Linked DNA regions of Mus musculus: all the other regions are linked to region 2. A link is a contact called in public ChIA-PET data. All regions are on one chromosome and are shown on one strand. Each heading gives the region's core, a stretch centred on a gene start, on an enhancer-like site or on the middle of the called end of the contact. The rest is flanking DNA. Distances are from core to core; before and after follow the strand shown.

What was found. ChIA-PET counts read pairs in DNA pulled down with a chosen protein or histone mark.
Region 1: an RNA polymerase II ChIA-PET map of memory CD8 T cells shows a contact between it and region 2, with 16 read pairs. The contact joins two enhancer-like sites. A contact is called at or near these places in 2 of 39 promoter capture datasets (the 3T3-L1 cell line and the C10 cell line), 1 of 115 datasets of contacts at active chromatin or transcription factors (memory CD8 T cells) and 1 of 9 other capture datasets (pancreatic islet).
Region 3: a contact with region 2 is called in an RNA polymerase II ChIA-PET map of memory CD8 T cells, with 53 read pairs. The contact joins two enhancer-like sites. A contact is called at or near these places in 6 of 39 promoter capture datasets (the 3T3-L1 cell line, cranial neural crest, hippocampal neurons and 2 more) and 3 of 115 datasets of contacts at active chromatin or transcription factors (epiblast stem cells, large pre-B cells and memory CD8 T cells).

Annotation. Positions count from the first base shown.
Region 1 is chr3:103,205,084-103,207,886 of GRCm38.p6, reverse strand. No RefSeq gene overlaps it. Among named protein-coding and RNA genes, the nearest start is that of Gm40113, 9.8 kb to the right of the region's middle. Within about 2 kb of position 1,271, at least 87 of the 459 cell types and tissues checked have an H3K27ac peak or open chromatin away from gene starts, as enhancers often do. A contact at or near this core is called in memory CD8 T cells, where this site is marked.
Region 2 is chr3:103,866,133-103,869,060 of GRCm38.p6, reverse strand. The region is part of intron 1 of Ptpn22 (protein tyrosine phosphatase, non-receptor type 22 (lymphoid)); the gene reads right to left. Among named protein-coding and RNA genes, the nearest start is that of Ptpn22, 7.3 kb to the right of the region's middle. Within about 2 kb of position 1,455, at least 51 of the 459 cell types and tissues checked have an H3K27ac peak or open chromatin away from gene starts, as enhancers often do. A contact at or near this core is called in memory CD8 T cells, where this site is marked.
Region 3 is chr3:104,464,506-104,467,653 of GRCm38.p6, reverse strand. It overlaps Lrig2 (leucine-rich repeats and immunoglobulin-like domains 2), which reads left to right. Exons shown (of 18, transcript NM_001025067.2): 13 at 291-611; 14 at 1,886-2,167. Among named protein-coding and RNA genes, the nearest start is that of Lrig2, 46 kb to the left of the region's middle. Within about 2 kb of position 1,348, at least 11 of the 459 cell types and tissues checked have an H3K27ac peak or open chromatin away from gene starts, as enhancers often do. A contact at or near this core is called in memory CD8 T cells, where this site is marked.

The DNA of each region.
Region 1 (2,803 bases), core at 22-2,521, 660 kb after region 2:
CACTCAGAAGACAAAGGACCTCTGTGAGTTCGAACCAGCCGGGTCTACAAAGTGAGTTCCAGGACAGCCATGGCTGTTACACTGGGAAACTCTATCTTGGGAAAACAACAACAAAGGAGGCTTGGTCAGAAGTTTTCCCCCCAGTAGGGGCTTGACTTCCATTTTTACCTCACAGAGCTTGTTTCCTTCCTGCCAATACGCATGGCTACTACACCACAACTATTTTTAGATATGCATGTCCAATATATATTAGAGGAAGTGTGTAGAGGTCAGAAGACAACTTATGGGAGCTGGTTATTGATAGGTTATTTCTCGGCCACCAGTGAGATGAGCCAATTCAAACCAGATTATACTGAAGGTAGGTTTATTGGGAAGCTGCACATGGACAAATTCCCTGGCCCCAAGGATTAAGCCAGAGGAGTCGCCATGAGGGCCAGAGGAAGAGAAAGAAAAGGCTTGCACCTGCAGAGAGAAGAGGAGGAGGAGGAGGAGGAGGAGGAGGAGGAGGAGGAGGAGGAGGAGGAGGAGGAGGGAAAAGAATGTCTGGATTACATAGGGAAGAGCCTCTTGGGGCTCCAGAGCATCATCCCAGCTCCAGGGCTACATGAAGGAACCGCACAGGGCCACTGTACAGGGCCTTCCCACCGTACAGCTCAGATTAGCTTCTGCTCAGCCCTACCTCCTCGGTTCTTATACTCTCTAACAATAAGCTTCCTGCATTTGTATTTCCACCTCAGAGTTTGTCTCCTGGGGAACGAATCACATAACAATTACAATTTTCATGTAACTTTTCATCTTGCTACTTAACAATTTAACTGTTGAAAAATTTTTATGGTTCATTTACAGCAACATTCCTCAGTAAATTTTGACATCAAGATCTTTCTTGCTGATGGTTGGTTATGTGCTTGTGTGCTTGGTTGCTTAGTGCTGGAAATCAAGTCCAGGGTCCTTGTGCTTGCTGGGACCTCCTAACACTTTGTAGCCTCATCCCCAATAAGAGTGTGGCATCTAAGATCTAATGCCCCTTTGGCAAGACATGTCCGTCTAGTGAGATCTCTGTAGAGGAGCAGCCACAGTCCGTTAGGCGTTCATCATCATGCACACCAGTCAAAAGAAAACAATGAACTGGTGTGAACTATATCTTGGAAGGACGTATCACCCTCGGTTAACAGGATGTATTGCTGGGTACTTCTACAGCACTCACTGGAAAGCCCACAAGTATACTGCAGAGGAAGTCCACACTTGCAACTTTCACATGGTATCATTTAGGGTTAAAGAGGAAGTGTGACATCATTTGGTTTTTATTTTTGTGGTTAGTTTTGGTTTTGAGACAGGGTCATATGTAGACCAGGCTGGCCTTGAATTGGCGATGTAGGCTGGTGAGATGGCTCAGTGGGTAAGAGCACCCGACTGCTCTTCCGAAGGTCCAGAGTTCAAATCCCAGCAATCACGTGGTGGCTCACAACCATCTGTAACAAAATCTGACTCCCTCTTCTGGAGTGTCTGAAGACAGCTACAGTGTATTTACATATAATAATAAATAAATCTTAAAAAAAAAAAAGACTTTAAAAAAAAAAAGGGATGGTGAGATGGCTCAGTGGCTAAGAGCACCCAACTGCTTTTCCAAAGGTCCAGAGTTCAAATCCCAGCAACCACATGGTGGCTCACAACCATCTGTAACAAGATCTGACTCCCTCTTCTGGTGTGTCTGAAGACAGCTACAGTGTACTTACATATAATAATAAATAAATCTTTAAAAAAAAAAAAAAAAAGAATTGGCGATGTAGCTAAGGATGACCCTGAACTTCTTGGATCTTTCTGCTTTTACCTTCTGAGGTTAGAGTAACAGACAAGCACTACCACGACTAGTCAATGCCGGGAATTGAACCCCGGCTTTAAGCATTCCAGAAAAGCTCTCTATTGAGTTATATTCCCAGCCCCCAAATATCTTAGTACCACTTGTTCAAAAACCACTAAGTATAGCAGTAGCAGATACCTCCCAGCTTAGGATGCTGTGCTCTTTAAGTTCAACCTTGCTATGGATGCTAGCCATGGCAGTATACACCTGTCATCCCAGCATTCGAGGCACTAAGGCATGAGGATAACAAGCTTGGGCCAGCCTGGGCTGCATACCAAGACCACTTTGAACACAAAGTAAGATCTAGGAACAAAGTTCTGAAATAAAAACAGACAACGGTAAAAAATAGAAAAATAAAAAAATTTAAAAATTAAAAATACCTTTCCTGGGATATATACATAGATGCGACTGGAGGGCAAATAGCATCCAGTGCTCACTGAAATGTTCACTTTTCTTTCTTTTTTGTTTTGTTTGTTTGTTTGTTTTGAGGGGTGGTTGGGGTATTGTTGTTATTGTTGTTGTTGGTTTTTTTTTTTTTTGGTTTTTTCAAGACAGGGTTTCTCTGTGTAGCCCTGGCTGTCCTGGACCTCACTCTGTAGACCAGGCTGGCCTCGAACTCAGAAATCCACCTGCCTCTGCCTCCCGAGTGCTGGGATTAAAGGCGTGCGCCACCACGCCCGGCTTTGTTGTTTTGTTTTTAAGACAGTGTTCCAAGGCTGGAGAGATGGCTCAGCGGTTAAGAGCACTGAGTGCTCTTCCAGAGGTCCTGAGTTCAATTTCCAGCAACCACAGGGTGGCTCACAACCATCTGTAATAAGATCTGCTGCCCTCTTCTGGTGTGTGTGAAGACAGCAAATAAATACATTTTTAAAAAGGAAAGAAGACAGTGTTCCAGTGTGTAGCCCTAGCTGTCCTGGAACTCCCTCTGTAGACCAGGCTGGCCTT
Region 2 (2,928 bases), core at 206-2,705:
GGAACATGGGAAGTTCTTGAATCCTGGTTGTGCATAACGGTTTGAATTCCTATGATTTCAGAGTTGGACTTGGCAGGAGATGCTAAACGGTGTGTTTTTACACTAAGGTCATGACTATGTTAATGGACTAGCTTGGGAATTTAACTAAGAACATGACACAGACACCTGGAACACCGTGAAATACTTGTGGTGGGCTAGTAAGATGGATTAGTGGATAAAGCTACTTCTGGCCAAGGCTGGTAGCTGAACTTAGTCTGTGGGATCTATGTGACTGAAGGGGGGAAGTGACCCCAAAAAGTTTTCTTCTCACCTCCACATGCCTGTCAGTTCCTGCCCCAATAAATATAATTTTAAAACTTTCAGAAGCGCTTCCCCTGGAGTTTCCCCCATGTCTCATCTCTCTCCACTCTTATCCTCCTTCAGAATAATTGGCTTTTATGTTGCTGTAAGTTTTATGGCTGCTGAAAAGTGTCTCTGAACAATTCTTTCTAGAAGTTTCCAGAGTCCTCCTCTCGGTTATGCTAACTTTATTTGCTTCCTTGCACTTTTCTCTGCTTGTGGGATGCTTCTGGAGGAGAATGTTGGAGGCAACGCCTTGGGATTTATTGGTTTTGTTTTTTGAAAGGCACTCTTTGGGCAAGATGGCACAGATAAAGATTATGTATGTGGGTAATGGAGGCTTGTTTGGTCTTCACTGTGACCTTCAGCATAGCTTTTTCTTTTGCTGCTCCTGGAGTCATCTGACTGATGACAGAGGAGGCTACCCGCCTCAATATGACACAGGAAATACCTACAGAACTGTTAACTTATGAAGTGCGAAACACTTTAATTTTTTTTCCCCTGACGTCTACCTGTGGTCAGACCACCTTTAAATCCTCCTTTTAAGTCTTCTTCTCTTCCTGCTAACACCAAAGCTCCCAGGCCCTAACAGAGAACATAACAGGGCTAACAACCTGATAAACTACAACAGAAACAAGGGAACTCTGAAGAAAGAAGCAAAGGGTATGGGCACAAAGCAAGACTGCTAAGGGCCGGATTGAGGTTTGGAATGGAAGACTAAGTAAGAGGGTCAAAGTATTTCTCTGCCAGCCACAAGGCAGGGGATGTAAGTCCCTTGAAGAGGCATCAAGAGAAACTGATAAGAGAGCATCAGGGAGAATAAGGTGAGGAAGCCATCAGTCATTCTACAGCCCCTGACACAGGGTAAGAAATAGGAAATGTGGTACACTAGACTCTGCTTGATCAGCTAACAGTGAGCTCCTTTTGTCTTTGGACCTGAGTCCTTTCAAGAAATGAGAACAGAATGGAGACAAAGTCAACGAGTGAAGACTAAGTCCTGTGCGTGTTTTTCTCAAATACTAGTAAATTAAGTCCCTTCCTAAAGGGAACAAAGAAAGTAAAATAGAAATCACAAGACCGTAGTATCTGTGGCGTACAACAGGATGCTACAGGGCAAGACAGAACATGCTGAACTCTTTCCACCCACAACTCCTTTTCGCTTGAGAGATTTTAATGTTCAAGAGATACAGGCATAAAAAAAATACATATAACCAAACACTGACAATCAACTGCAAATTTAATTTTTAAATCATTGATATATACCAGTAGTTCTCAACCTTCCTGATGCTGTGAGCCTTTAATGTAGTTTAATACCTCATGCTGTGGTGATTCCTCAACCATAAATTATTTTCCTTGCTACTTTATAACTGTAATGTTGCTACTGTTATGAATCATGACATAAATATCTATGTTTTCCAATGGTCTTAGGTGACCCCTTTGAAAAAAACATTCAATCCCCAAAAGGGGTCATGACACACTAGTTGAGAACTATATATATATATATATATATATATATATATATATATAGTCTTGTTATTTACTTTTTCATAAGTATTCCCTTTTGTTTATCACTATTAAAAATCTGAATCTTACAGTTAGGCATTTTTTAGAGAAGTCTTCATTAGTGGTAAAACTATAAAGAACTTTAAAACATGACAACATAAAATTCAGGATATAAATCACCTCTAGTTTAAGGGGAAAGGATATTTTCTGGTAGAACCTAAAGGGCTGATTTATGTAGGGTTTTTTGTTTGTTGTTTGTTTGTTTGTTTTCGAGACAGGGTTTCTCTGTGTAGCCCTGGCTGTCCTGGAACTCACTCTGTAGTCCAGGCTGGCCTCGAACTCAGAAATCCACCTGCCTCTGCCTCCCGAGTGCTGGGATTAAAGGCATGCACCACCATGCCCGGCTGTAGTATTTTTTTTTAACTGTTGCTTACATATGTATATAAAAATAAATAGTTCCTTTAAAATATTTATATATTTTTAGTTTTTGTCTTTTAATAGTTGAAAAGTGTGAGAATAATAAAACATATAGCATATTTTGTAAAGAAAATCTGAATTTTGACCAGATTCTTGGACTGGTGGTTCAGATCCATAAGCTTGCTTGGCTTGTAGCACCTGTCTTGTCCCCAGGAGCCTTTCTGAACTGCTACCATAACCACAAAGCTCCAAGAGTGTTCAGACTCAGGCTCCTGCAATTTCACCTTTCTAGCAAGAACATCATGAAAAAGATATATTGGCAAGCCTTCTTACTGTCTGAAATCACTGTATTAACCATCCCTTTCAAGTAATTGTCTGTACCTCCCAGGCCATGGTTTCCATCATCTCCTTTTGGGTCAGTCAGACCTGTTGGTGCAGAGTATAGTAGGTCTTGCATATTGTTTGGAATTTTTAATAAAACCAATACAGAGCCAGGCAGTGGTGGTGCATGTCTTTAATCCTAGAACTTGGAAGCAGAGGCAGGAGGGTCTCTGAGATTAAGGACAGCCTGGTCTACAAAGTAAGTTCCAAGACAGCCAGGACTACTCAGATACTCTGTTTTGAAAAAATAAATATGTACACCCAAATGAAATGTATGTACAAATGAGA
Region 3 (3,148 bases), core at 99-2,598, 600 kb before region 2:
CTGACTGCTCTTCCTGAGTTCAATTCCCAGCAACCACATGGTGGTTCACAACCATCTGTAATGGGATCTGATGCCCTCTTCTGGTGTATACTGCTACAGTGTACTCATATACATTAAGTAAATAAGTAAATCTTAAAGAAAGAGAGAGAGGGAGGGAGGGAGGGAGGGAGAGAGAGAGAGAGAGAGAGAGAGAGAGAGAGAAGTTTACAGTGTTACAGTCTTTGTTGTAAAATCAGGTTTGAGGTAAAATATGTAACTGACTTGGCCACTGTTGCATTTATTCCCTTTAGATGATTTTCTGAAGCCTCAGATAAGGACACACCCTGAAAGCACAATTGCATTAAGAGGTGTTAATGTGACACTGACGTGCACTGCAGTGAGCAGCAGCGATTCACCCATGTCCACCATATGGCGCAAGGACAGTGAGATCCTGTATGATGTGGATATTGAGAATTTTGTTCGTTATCGGCAGCAGGATGGAGAAGCTCTAGAATATACTAGTGTCTTGCGCCTCTTCAGTGTGAACTTCACAGATGAAGGGAAATACCAGTGCATTGTTACTAATCACTTTGGTTCTAATTATTCTCAGAAAGCCAAATTGACTGTAAATGGTAAGGAATTGTGCTACTGGACTTTTAAAATGCTTTTTTTTTTTTAATGTATTTCTAGAATAATCACCATGCCTGTCTGGCTATGCTGTTGGGAAAAAGTACTTTGAAGTATTTTTTACATCTAAATTATGTCTCAATTATAAATCATTTTAGATGTAAATTGACAAGAAAATTGGATCATACCCCAGGTTTGGAGGGAGCCCTTAGTGTTACTTTCTCGTGACTGTGGCACATGGAAGGGGTGCACTTGTGCCCACTGGCCTGCATTCTCCTTTGCCCTAGGAGATACTTGACTTCCTTTTCTGTTTGTTAAAAGACAGTCTTTTGTGGTCTCAGTTTCTTTCCAAAACCACAATTCTCAGAAAAGTATGATTTCCTTTCTCTCATACTGTTTACACTTGAGGGTGTTTAGGACATCTCTGGGTCTAGTCGTGTCTGTAGCTCTCTGGATATAGCCAAAATCATTTTGAAAATAAAGCTCTCCTGGTAGTTGTAAAACCTTTTCTAAAGCAGCTTGGTCTGTCTGTTACTGTGAGATTGAGTAACTCCTGTGCTACAGCAGAGCAATGTACGTGTGCCCTGTGCCTGTGTTTCTTTTTTTTTTTTTAACATTTCTAGCTCTGTTTTCTTTTTTTAAGATTTTATCTTATTGTTTTGTGGGTATTAGTGGTTTACCTTCATTTATGTTTGCACCACATGCATGCCTGGTACCCACAAAGGCCTACAGAGGGCATTGGATCTCCCAGGACTGAAGTATCAGACAGTTGTAAGCTGCCCTGTGGGTGCTGGGAGTTGGACCTGAGTCCCGCAAGAGCAACACCTGCTCTTAACCACTGAGACAACGCTTCAGCTGTACAACCCACTCTGATGTTTCCTAAATCAGGTTTAAAAAAAACATAATTAAAGAAACAAAACAAAAACGGGTTCTATTAACATCTGCTCTTGTTAGATTGGGAAGCATCACTTGATTGTCCTAAGTGAAAGAGGAATAATAAGCACCGAATTCTAAACTGTCATTCAAAAAAGCTTTTGGTTTTCTGATTTCCTTCTTTCCATCAGCATGGTGAATGGGTATGGCTTGTATTCTAGAAGTATTACTTTTCTGCACATACTGATGGGCTGGTAGGAAAGACTGTTGCCAACGCTGTGTTGTCAGTTCAGAGAATATGGTTTCTCAAAGAAATAGTGCATTTTACATCAGAATTCTGCCTGCTAGATTTGTGTCCATGTGTGTTTTCCTTTTGCCTACTTTCTCTGTACTGTTTTTGGAACAGAGATGCCGTCTTTTTTGAAAACTCCAATGGATCTAACTATTCGCACTGGTGCCATGGCAAGATTAGAATGTGCTGCAGAGGGGCACCCTACACCTCAGATTTCCTGGCAGAAGGATGGTGGCACTGATTTTCCTGCAGCCCGAGAAAGACGCATGCATGTCATGCCTGAGGATGATGTCTTCTTCATTGCCAATGTGAAGATAGAAGATATGGGAATCTATAGCTGCATGGCACAGAATATAGCAGGAGGCCTCTCAGCAAACGCCTCACTCACAGTGTTAGGTATGCTTTCTTTGTTAGGACTGCTGTTTACTGGAGCCTCTGAGACCTATGCATGGCTTAGAAAGGCAAGAAAAACAATTTGGAGGTTTTGGTTATTTTTTTTCCTTCCAAGTCAGGGTTTCTCTGCGTAGCCTCAGCTGTCCTAGAACTCACTCTGTAGATCAGGCTGGCCCTGAACTCAAAGACCCGCCTACATCTGCCTCCCAAGTACTGGGATTAAGTCTTGTGCCACCACCATCAGGCTTATGTTGTTGTTCTTATTTTTGTACTTTAGTCAGGGTATGTCAGCTGAAGGTGTTAGTGGGTTAAGTGACATACATCTTAGAACATTCCCAGGGCATAGATCTTTATAACAAGCTCCGGATCCCTTATTCTTTTAAGTTTCCCCTGTAACATTTTAATTCATATGTGTTTTCTAAGTGCTGGGATTATAACTGTGTGCCTTGTTATTCTTAGTTAAAACATGGTTCTTTATGTAACTCAACCCAAGGCAAATTATGCTGTCCAGGTCTCTGTTTTCTTAGACATCAGAGTTTTATAGGGCCATCTTCTCTTCCTCCTTTTCTTCCAACTTTTCTTATTCTTCATCTTCCTCTTCTTCCTCTTCCTCCTCTTCCTCTTCCTCCTCTTCTTCTTCCTCCTCCTCTCTCTCTCTTCTTTTTTAAAGATAGAGTCTCTCTATGATCCAGGTTGGCCTGGAGAACCCATGTCTTACAGGTGAGCCACTCTGACCTGGCTGTCAAAAACCTTTAAAATAAGTTTCTTAACTTGGATGCTGAGGCAGAAGGGTCAAGAGTTCTTGATCAGCTTGGAGTATATAGTTGAGAACCTGCCTCAAAAACATTAGAAATCCCCAGTGCTCACTCACTGACTTGTGTACCAGGCCAGTGGTGTGCTCACTCACACACTGGCATGTGTACCAGGCCGGTGTTGTGCCAAGCTAGTATCTTGCTGTGCTTTGTTTTCTTTTTTTTCTACTTT